Linked DNA regions of Hordeum vulgare: region 2 is linked to region 1. Evidence: chromatin contacts called from public Hi-C data. All regions are on one chromosome and are shown on one strand. The core of a region is the stretch at or near the end of the contact, and the rest is flanking DNA. Distances in the headings are between cores, read along the strand shown.

Evidence for each region. A called contact is a pair of places that touch in the nucleus more often than the background predicts.
Region 2: a Hi-C map of seedling shows a contact between it and region 1, with 7 times the contacts expected there. The contact joins the promoter of LOC123398939 here to the promoter of LOC123433906 in region 1. A contact is called at or near these places in 6 of 6 Hi-C or Micro-C datasets (leaf, seedling and an unstated tissue) and 1 of 1 datasets of contacts at active chromatin or transcription factors (embryo).

The regions. Positions count from the first base shown.
Region 1 is chr1H:324,749,242-324,754,953 of MorexV3_pseudomolecules_assembly, reverse strand. LOC123433906 (vesicle-associated protein 1-2-like) reads left to right here and starts at 2,551. Exons shown (of 9, transcript XM_045115482.1): 1 at 2,551-2,696; 2 at 2,803-2,873; 3 at 2,995-3,076; 4 at 3,205-3,320; 5 at 3,401-3,607; 6 at 3,692-3,760; 7 at 3,839-3,880; 8 at 4,447-4,524. The coding sequence starts at 2,642.
Region 2 is chr1H:324,989,526-324,995,237 of MorexV3_pseudomolecules_assembly, reverse strand. LOC123398939 reads left to right here and starts at 3,176. Exons shown (of 2, transcript XM_045093384.1): 1 at 3,176-3,301; 2 at 3,507-4,407. The coding sequence starts at 3,176. The coding sequence ends at 4,187.

The DNA of each region.
Region 1 (5,712 bases), core at 1,302-3,801:
ATAATCTAATATAATAAGTAATATGTACTTTTAATTTTGGTTCTCATGTCACCAACATAAAATTTCATCAACCAATTTCCACAGCAACGTCCGGGGTATCCTCTAGTTTCATAAATTCACATCACCGTGCCACTAGAATTGATGGACAACAATCTTATCGTATGTTAGAGCATCTACAACTGGACGCCTCAAATGACCTCTCATACGCCCGCAGACGCGTCCAGTTTGTGACCGAACAGGAGAAAAAAGAAAGAGTGATCCAATCGGACCTCTCATATCATCCATATACACCCCGGCTGTCCGTGAATCCTCATATTGAGGACAAATATAGGGAGGATATGAGGGTTCCCGGGCGCGTCTGGTCAGTCCGCCATGTAGGATGCGACCCCATCCCGGATCAATTTTTTCTTTCTCTCTCTTCCTCTCCGCCAATCACGTGCAAGTGACTGGACATATGAGGAAGAAATTGAAAAATACGACTACGCGAACAGACAAATAGGGATACGTCCGGTCACTGACCGAACGCATTCGCGGGCGTTTAGGGGATCATATTTGGTAAGTCCGGCTGTTAGATGCTCTTAAGGGTTCCATAATAACCGAAAAAGAGTGTTGAAACTCCACACGAGTTTGTCTTACAAAAACTTCATAGGAATTGTAACATTTCAAAGTAACATAATTATGGAAAAATCTTGCAGTCCAATATGCTGGTATGAGTACCTAATACTGTATATATTTCCAAATATTTAGTTGCATTAAAGAAATGGTAGATTGGTATCTATATAATATGGTAAGGGTCCTTTCAGTACAGATTTTTGTAGCATGATTTTATAGACATTTTGCTGATGTGGTATAGTAGTTAATGAAGAAAGAGAGAGAGGGGAGAGGTTGTTCTAACTTAGTTAACATACAACCCTTTCTTTTTGTAATAAGGAATATAAAAGGCAACATACCCATGGGAGTATAGTTTCTTAGGTTCCTACAAAACTCTAAACCAAAATAAACAACCTATCGTATGATACTCTCCATGATAATATACTTAGTTAACATACAACCCTTGCAACCTCTTCATTACACACCAACCTAAGAAACAATGCATTTGGCCAGTTGCCTTTTAAGTTTTTATATCCTTTTGTAATAACGTGCTAAGAGGGTGCATTGTGATAGGCCTTAGGTTTTCAGAGATACTAGAACTAAGTATTTTGGTTAGAGTTTTGGAGGAACCCAGTTTAATGATTATTACTAATTATTTCTATTTTTTTGCGGGTACTAATTATTTCTATTGACATGGATCAAAAAGCGCAAGACTTTCTGATTCTTGTAGATACCGATTAAGATCGATAATGCTAAGTTTGTGACAAAGATGAGAAAATATAGATCATTTAATGATGAAATTGAAAAGGTTGTGTGGGCATCTTTGAGATTACGCTTTTTAAACCGTATCCACATCCCTTTAATATGTTTTTTCTTTCTTAAGAAATCGCATCCCCTTAATATGTACAATAATTATGAAGATTGTAGCCATTATCATAGAATCAACAACGATGAAATTTTGAGTATAGTTACCAAAAAGTAGTAGCCGTCCATTATAGAGAACCTTCAGGCCTCGTTTGGTTAAGGGGGGTTGGGGAGGTTTTGAGAGGGAGGGATTTCATCGGATTGGGTGAATCCCTTTGTTTCATCCAATCCTCTCAAATCCTCCGAGGCTTTGCTTCCACTAGTCCCCCGAGGAGGGTTTTGAAACACATGGATAGGAAGGGATTGAAGGGGAACGGAGGGGATTGGGCTAAGCAAACCCCTCCTACCAAATGGGCGCCCGAGGATCTGTGGGGTTTCTGGCCCTTCCGGGGATTTTCCTCTCAAAACCTCCCAAACCCCCTTAACCAAACGAGGCCTCACGGAGAAAAAAAAATGATAAAGGTAACTACTGTTTGTCAAAAGTAGGCGGTGCATATTTCGTGATCCATGATAGAGCCATCCATATACTAAGTCAACTAAAGAAAAAGGACAGTCAGCTTACAAATTCCATAATCTAACTTCTTATTTGAAAGTCCAGCATATTATTCCCGGTCTTTGTAAATTACACTGGGTCGCATGGCAATACATCACCCCGCACACACAAAAAAAGAGTTTGCCAATACTATATCAGCAATGCATATTGCACAATTATTACAAGTAAAAGACCCAAAACCTTGATATTACCTGCTAATAAGTACCCCCTATGATTCAAATTCTATATTTTTAAAACTTTTTCTTAAATCAGATGTATATAAACACATTTTAGTGTGTTCGTTCACTCATTTAAATCCTTATGTAGTTTATATTAACATATTTATTAAAACGTTTTATAATTCAGAACGGTTCTGTTCGGAATTACTTATTGTAAAAATATTTAAAATATATTTAAAATTAAAATACATCTAGATACATTCATTTTTATGACAAATAATCTGGATCAAGCGAGTATGAAATCACAGGAAGGCATTCTCACCACGCACAGAGTTTTCAAACAAATTAGCCAAAATAAAACTCCACGGGAATTTGCATCCAAACCCAAAGAGGCAAAGAAGTAACGGCCCCAGCGGTCCAGCACCCTGCGCTCCCCTTTCCCACCACTCCCCCTTCCTCCGCGGGCACAGCAGCCATGGCCGCCTCCAGCGACCTCCTCGACGTCGACCCGCCCGAGCTCCAGTTCCCCTGTAAGCTCACCGCTCCTCTCGCCCCCGTGCCACCTTCCTCCCGCTTTAGATTGCTTTTCTCTTGAATTTTCCCGCTGACCCCTCCGCAATTTCTTGGCATGCCCAGTCGAGCTCGACAAGCAGATCTCCTGCCCCCTCAAGATGACCAACAAGACCGACAGGACCGTCGCCTTTAAGGTGATTCTCCTGTTAGCCGCCGTGTTTAATCCTAGAAAAATCCTGTCGCTTTAGCCTCTCGAGGGATTCTCTTATGAGTTATGCTTTTCTTGGTGCCCCTGTGATGCGTGACGGGTAGTAGGTTAAGACGACGAGCCCCAAGAAGTACTGCGTGCGCCCCAACAATGGCGTCGTGCGGCCGCGGTCCACCTGCCAAGTTGTAGGTACTGTGCTGTTGTTGTTGTGTTCACTGGACCAGCTAGAGCTCAAGAAACTGCTCAAGTTCAGGCTCCAGAGTCCTCCTTTTATTTCATTTTAATGGGAGATGTTTCAACGCGTTTTTGTGGACCAGTGACGATGCAGGCCCAGACTGTTGCACCACCGGACCTGCAGTGCAAGGACAAATTCCTGGTGCAAAGCGTGGTCGTCGCCGATGGCTTATCGGCCAAGGACATCACCCCTCAAATGGTAATGGTAGTACTAGACTAGAGTGTAGTTTTTATGTGGTTCATGGCTTTAGGTTGACAATGGACTTGTGGGTTTCTTAGTTCATGAAACAAGAGGGTAACATTGTTGAGGAGGTGAGGATGAGGGTCACTTATGTGATGCCACCCGAATCGCCGTCGGAGATTGCGGAGGAAAGCGATGGGCCACAGCGAATCTTGGCGCCTATGCAGAGAATTGCGGATCATGGGAGGAGCGCATCGGAGCTGTCGAGTGGCTCGGTGTCCTTGAGATCAGCTGACCTGGGGACAGTAAGTCTACTGAATGTTTCATACGTGATATTCATATTTCTCTGGTAGTGTGAGTCCTTAAGGACATAAATGATGTGTTTTCAGGAGGTGGGGTCACCTACTGGACCAGCTGTAAGGACTGAAGAATTACTGAGGGCTGCAGGACATGCTGTTGTATGTGCTACTTAAGTTTTTTCTCTATAGTTCTATATTTTTTTGTATAATTTTTAACATGTTGGTTGTTTGCTGCAGGAAACAAGAACACATACAGGCCCTGAAGCACAGCCCCTTGAGGTGTGTTCTTTTGCCTTCCAAAGCAGTTTGGCAGTTCTTGTCTTCCTTAGTTGTTGTTCTGTGTGCAATACTAACAGCCAGGTCACACGGCAAAGTAAAATACCAAAGATACTTATTTGACACATTTTGATCCTTGCTGATTCTACTCATTCATAGCTCTATGCCTTGTTAATCGTTTTTGCCTACTAATAGGTTTCCTGTACTAAGAATAAGGCATATGATCGATTTTTAGTTGCTTCATATTGGAATTATATGATTAAGTGTATTTATATTATTTTTTAACTGTGCATACATGGGTATTGCTCTCCATCCAGTTAATTTGCTTTAGATCTTTGGGACTGTTTGTTCTTATCGTCTTGGCCATCCTTTTAGTTCCCTATAGACATCATACAACTGGCATTAGTTACATGGATATCTTATAATTTAGCTTGTTTTAGTGTTTAACTAGTGATTGTGCCAGCCTTCCTGGTATCATGTTACTTGTTCAATGGGAATGTAATCTTCTTTGGATTTCACTTATAATTATTGTTTCTGGCTGAATAACCACATCCCTTCCTCTAATCCAGCTGTTGGCTTTAATTACAAAATTGACGAAGGAAAAGGATTCTGCCCTTGAGCAAAATAAAAAGCTTCGCAGTGAGTTGGTGAGTATTATTGTTTTAAGTTCAAAACTTTGAATCATATGCTCTTTCCATGAGCTACCATTGGCACCCTAAAAGCAGATGTACTTAACAATGGAGGAGTTTTGTCCTCATGATTAATATACTAGGAAAAGGTCCTTTTTACTCCCAATTATAATGTGAGTAAATAACTTAAATGTTCCTGTAAAACGTACACAGAAACCACTATTGAAAGGGTCCAAGTTGCATATGTGTGGCAGTATACACCATTAATTAATGCAGTTTGTTCAACATCGCATGTAATTTTGTATTCTTTTAGGGATATCCATATTATATCAACAGAGTTTTGTTGCCTGAAGTATTACGCGCCTACACCATAATATGGATGGGAAACAATAATAGATGCTTACTTATACACTCAATATAATGTGAAGTAGACACTTGTACAGTTTTTTTTGGAAAAAGAGGGTCACCCCCGGCCTCTACATTATCAAAATGCACACAGCCATATACTCCCTCCGTCCCAAAATAAGTGTCTCAACTCTAGTACAACTATGTAATAACTTTAATATAAAGTGAGACACTTATTTTGGGACAGAGGGGGTATTTATTAAGGTTCGAGTACGAAGTTCAACTACTGAAGTACAAAAGATCAAATAAAAGCCACAACCAGCGAAAATAGGCACTTATAGAGTTACGCACCGGTATATGGTTGAAGAATGTGATATAAAGAACTGGAGTAGCTCTACCCAGAAGATTTATTTTCTTCTTTGAAGGGAATACGGCAGGGCACTGCCTGCTGTTAGTAGATAAAAAAATACTCCCATCCGATCCATATTAATTGTCGCTGTTTTAGTACGATTTTATACTAAAGAACTGGAGAGAAGAGGTGGAACCTATCCTCTTGATGTTCCAAGATAAAGAGAGCAGATGATTCTGTGTCATTGAAGTTCTACCTCTTCCTTTTCAATTCAGAAATTCCCTCAAGTGAACTCCCTGAATATGATCAAACCGGTCAATTACGAATTATCACGCAGGAAGATCAGATTACTGCATCAGAAGGACATATTTTAGTTGATTTCTGCAAGCCTAAACTAAATAATGTGCTGAGGCATAGAATACATATGATGAGCTACAACAATGGTTGTAGAGCCTAGCATAGCTAGGCTAAGAGATAATTGAGCATGCCATGACGTTGTTAAGATTTCATAA
Region 2 (5,712 bases), core at 1,927-4,426, 240 kb before region 1:
ACAGTGTGATGCTTTGTTCCAGTGTTGCTTCACCTTCTGTGTTTGGTCTAGCATTATAACCTTGGCAAGCATCTTTTCTCTTTTGTTTGGGTCATATGTCGTCTCATTGTCTCATAACGTGCTGGCTTCGCATGCATCTGCTCAAAACCTGAACTCAGCTGCTAGACAAATTGTTTGCATGCGAATCATCATTTCAGTTGCTGGCACTGGCAGGTACGCAAATCCATCGTTTGATGCATCACCTTACCTCATAAACTATAAGCAAGCATAGATACCAAACGCTAAGAGTAATCACTAACTCCCTGTACCGAAGCAAATAACATGGTTGGTTCAGGTGAGGAGAGGATTAGCGCATCTGTTTTGCTGGAGCTGTGCCCCTGTCTTTACCATGTTCCCGAGACCGGCGAACACATCGTCTACTACATGGCATGGCAGGTTGACGGTGGATTCTTCGGCTGCTCAGTGGATCGCATTTGCGTTAACCTGCTGTCGACCAAGACCGACCTGACCGCGTGCGTGGTTTCTTTAGGGAGATTCTCCATTTGCTTTAGATTTGGACCAGATCAAGGCTTGGGGTCTAAGTTGCTTAGTCATGCAGGCTACAAAAAGGCAGGGTAACTAAAACACCACTTATTAGCAGGGGAAACAGCTTTGTTAAATGCGTCTTGCAGGCCTCTCCCACTTGCTGTTTGCTGATGCAGTGTTTAGAATTGACATGAAGCTGGATTGCGGATCCAGATCCTTGGTACGGAGCCTTTCCCTTGATTCGAGACAGTGCATGCTTTGTCGGTCCGATGCTTTTGTGGCCGGCTCAAGTGATGGGTCCAATTTTATCTTGCGCCCCGGGGTTAAAGCAGACGGTCGAGAGAATGAAACCGCGAGCTGGGTTTGGCTGGATGACTCTACGAAATCGAAGCACAACCACGAGGGACATGAAATATTACACCTGCTCGTTCCGATCATCTCCAGCCGTTCGACCCCCAAAAACGTTAAATAGCGCTTCTTGGAGGTTTGTCGGTCGACGCTTTTTTCGCCGTGAGGAGAGGAGCTTTGGTTTCCAGCCGTCGCCCCAAGTTTGACCCCCAATTGTCGATTTTAAACATAAATTCGGCACACTTCGACATAAATTCAAAAATACATTTTTTATCATATAGTTCATGACAAAAATCAATACAAATCAAGTAGTTTAATGAAGCACGCTTATAATTCGAACACAAATTAAAACATATCAAATATGCGTCCATAGTTTTCCTGTATATTACCGAAAGCTCCGTATGCAAGCATCCTCATAGTTGTCGTGCACTTCTGAAGTGAGGAGAATCCAACTGTGTCAATGTAATCCTTCTTGCAAATGAAATAGTTGTTGAACTCCCGGATGGCATTCACAATCTTGAGGAAGAGATTTCGACCCACCCAATAACGACGCTCAAATACTTTATCACCGTGCAGTGGAGCGTCAGCGAAGTAGTCGGCGTAGAGCAATCAATAACCCTCCATTCGATGCTTTTGCTTGCTCTTGCGGCAGCCCGGCGCCGAGCCACCTCGCCGCAACTTTGCATTCTTCGCGAACAGGTCGGCGAGAGCGGCGAGGATCATGAGGTTCTCTTGAGCTTCGGCCTCGGTCTCGGTTTCCTCCTCCATCAGAGCCGCGAACGCCTCCTCTTCATCGGAGTCTATCGCCGAATACCTCATGGGCGTGGTGGGTGGGCAGCCGTCGGTATCCCCGCTTGCGTGGTCGGAGTCCTCGAGAGCTTGCCCAGGAATGGGATGGAGGCTATCGCGGCGAAACCCTCTCTTTCCGACAGGGGGATGACCTTTGTAGTGCCAGAGCAACGGTCGTGGGCAGGTGGGTGGCGCTGGGATCGGCATGTGGACGAAAGGGGAAGTGTCGTCCTTCCGCTCGCGGGTTGAACCTGGGCGGGAAAAGGCGTTTCTCGCCTGACAGTGGTGGCCCACACACCACTTCTCCTTCCGTCGGAGCCCCCAAGTGCCCCCACTGCGCTGCATTCCGCCTGGGATCGTTGGGCCAAAAAATGGGCCGAAGCGGCGGAATTCGGTGTCCTGAGGGCACGACTGGATCGTTTTTTCGATGCCGATGGTAGAAAAGGGCGGGGGGGGGGGGGGGGAGGGGGGGTGGAGATGCCCTTACGTGCTCACTAGTACTCCCTCCGTCCGGGTTTATTAGATCCGTGAACAGCCTCATCCGAATGGATATTTCGTTTGGAGGCCGAGCTCCATAGAGGCCTCGAAATGCGAGATCTAAATTTTGTGAAAATTCGTATTTACACATTTTAAAAAATTCTGACAAGAAAAAGTACATGGTGGATAGATGAAGGTATAACACATAAGTGTGTAAAATTTCAGAACTAAATACATTAAAATGAAAGATGTGTAAAAAAGACAAATCTAAGACTTAACACATGATACTATTCATCTTTTTCAGACCATGAATTTATCTTTTTTTTAGAGCTCGTGTTATAAAGTACTTCAACCTGAATTTTTACACACATATGGCTCACATCCTTATTTAGTTGTACAATTATTTTAAGATATTTTTGAAACCAAAAATTTCAAATCTTGTATTTTTTAAAAATTTCGGTCTCCATTGAGGCCGAGAGCCAAAACATCGTTCTCCTCACACCGGAGTACTAGCTAGGAAAGGTGAAGGTAAATGAAGCCGAGCATACCGTAATGTTTGCACGTACTCCCTCCGTTTCTTTTTAGTCTGCATATAAGATATGGTCAAAGTCAAGTGATACAAAGTTTGACCAAATATATATCAAAAGATATAACATCTATAATACTAAACCTATATGCTATGAAAATTAATATTATGGTGCATCTACTAATATTGATTCAATATTATAAATGTTGATATTTTATTTTATAAATTTAGTCAAAGTTTATGAAGTTGGCCTTTGACCAAATCTTATATGTGGATTAAAAACAAACGGAGGGAGTACGTACGAGTAGATACTGTAGGTAGGGCAGGCGCCCCGCGCCCCGGCACCAAACGCGTATTCTGACTGCAGTGGTAGCCCGTAGGAGTAGGAGTACTAGTCGTGTAGCCTCGCTACTAGCTAGCCGGCTGGCATCCAGCTGGACGTTGCCGTGAGACAGCAAGCCGTCCGTCCTCTCCTCTCCCCTCCCCGCTCCACCAAACAAGGAGAGGGAGATGGTCGCCGCGCGCTTTCGGCAACGGTCAATGTTGACTGCCGGCCCAACTGGAAACAGCGGCACTGCACTGCACGGCTCCCAAATGTATGTGCAGCGCACGCTCAAACGCAAAATGCACGAAAAGGCACACCCAGACCGAAGTAAAACGCGGGGAAAAGAAGATCATATTGCCACAAGTGAGCGGAGAATATCATAACGAATGCATGAGTAACAAGGTCGTACTACAAGAGGAGAAGCATAGGGAAAACGCATACGATATTCCTTTTTTTTTTCCGTCGTAGCAAAAATAGCATCGCTTTCATAATCATAATCGTACGTACGTAGCCTAGTACAGACCCAACCACTCGAAGTTAGACCAAAGACACGTCGTCCTTGCACTCACTCTTCCAGCCAGCCATGCCGCTGCACAGCACATCAGCACCCGTCCCGCTCCCGCGCCAGCCCTCTCCGAGACAATCTCCCCCGATCCCAACCTCCTCCTCCTCCTCCTCTCTCCAATCTCATGTGCGCCAGCCAACAGGGGATGCGACCATGGTCAGCTTCCAGCTCACTCCCCGCCTCCAGCTCGGCCCACGGCCTATATATTCACTCACCCGCACCCACTCTCCACTAACCCTTTCCTGCTCTGCTCCGCTCCTCACATCTCCAGCTCACACAACTCCGGAGAGCCAACACCACACACAGAGTCAGTGAGGGCTGCAATGGCGAGGCGCGCCTTCTTGTCCCAGCCGAGGCTGGTTCTGCTTCTGGCGGTTCTTGCCGACGTGGTCGCCATGGCGATGGCCAGGCAGCTGCTGGGCGCCGCAGCGGACACGCCGACGCCGCTGCCGGCGGAGGGGCCGGACGCCGCGGCGCGGCCTGGCGGCGGGAAGCACGACCGGTCCATCGCCGGCGCCGAGGTGATCCTCGCCGGGTTCGCCGCGGCCATCATGGCCGTCATCTTCCTCTACATCCGGGTCACCAGGAAGAGCAACGACAGGGCCGCAGCCGGGATGGCGGGGAAGGCCTAGTACAAGAGCTCAGACGGTACTGCTGTCTCTTTGCGTTTTGGGTTCTTGGGATTCAGAGAGACTTGTAAAGAAGATGGGATGGTCGGTAGAGTTTAGTTTAGATCGAGCACTCCACATGTGTGCGTGTGTGTCACCGTGGTGATTAAACTGGAAATCTGTAGCCTGTCTTGTACATGTATGCGTGGAGAACTTGGGATTTGAGAATGAGATTTTGGATAAACGACGAGACACCGTCAAGCTGAGCTAGCACTGTTCTTAAAATCTTAAAATCGTGTAACCGTGATCTGCTTTGATCTTGTGTCAAAATCTTAAGCCTGCAAGAAGAACAGCCAATGCTTGCCCCCTATAGTAATTCTTTGAATGTTTGCCTGCCGTCAATTTTTGAATCTAAGAGCGTCTCGAGATGACTTTTTTCGCGAATACGCAAAACTTACATATCTTTTCATTGATAGAAAAAAATAAAATTAATACATAGAGATACAATACATGACATGAACACATACATGAGTGAACATCATGTATGGAGCAGAAAGGCAAGGGATGCTTGGCCTGAACATAAGAAACATTTCACAGCTAAACCTACCAAGCCCGAACCACAAGCGACAATGCCGAACCGACAAGAATCCCAACATCACCCGAACCAATACCGGAGACACTGCGAACAAGCAAGATAGCGCCTTCAAGAAGGAAGACGAAGTCGAGACGCTGTCACCATCCCGTCCGGGGTAACCAGACCTAGGGTTTCCCCTGAGCTCGAAGAGGGGCGTAGTTGAAGGCCTTGGTAGCGTCGCCAAGAAGAAAACGACACCCGTGGATGCCGCCGCTGCCAACACCGTCAAGCCAAGCAGGGATCTCTCCCTGGCCCGAAGCTGAGCAATCTCATAGCTGCCGAGTCTTGAATCAAAGACAGGGAAGTCCGCGTTGGTCGAAACCGCCATGTCGGGAGGGGATTGGTAGGGCTGCACTTGCCGCCGAAGGGTGGCACTGCCTCCGAATGCACGAGCGCTCATTCCAGCAAAAAGGGGGAGGCTTTGAGGCGTACAGGGTGGGTCAGACGACGAAATGAACCATACAGAGGGCTTGGGGCAACAACGTCCACCAACATCGACAGGCTAGGACTGGAGAGACGCAGATCCGAGCTGTCGTGGCCTTAGACGTCGAGGCGTCGGTGAGCGAGGTAAGCTAGAAAGACGATTCTACCTGGTGACTCAGGCCGGAGCTACCCGTAAAAGGACGCCGATAGCAAAGGACATCGAAGATACGCGGGCCTAAGCCGCCGGGGCCGAAACAACACCACTGAGTGCCCTCCATGAAGAGCTCCATGGCTGCCACAACCACAGATGCGTCACCGCATCACCGCGAGAGATGTCACCATGGCTCGGAAGGGGGGGGGGAGTCATCAAAGAACAATTCCAAGAGCGCCGGTGAAAGCACATATGCTCCCTTGATGGTTTTGATAATTCATGACAACATACATTGTTTCTTGGACTAACACTTTTACCCAGTATAATTCAGTTTTAGTCCA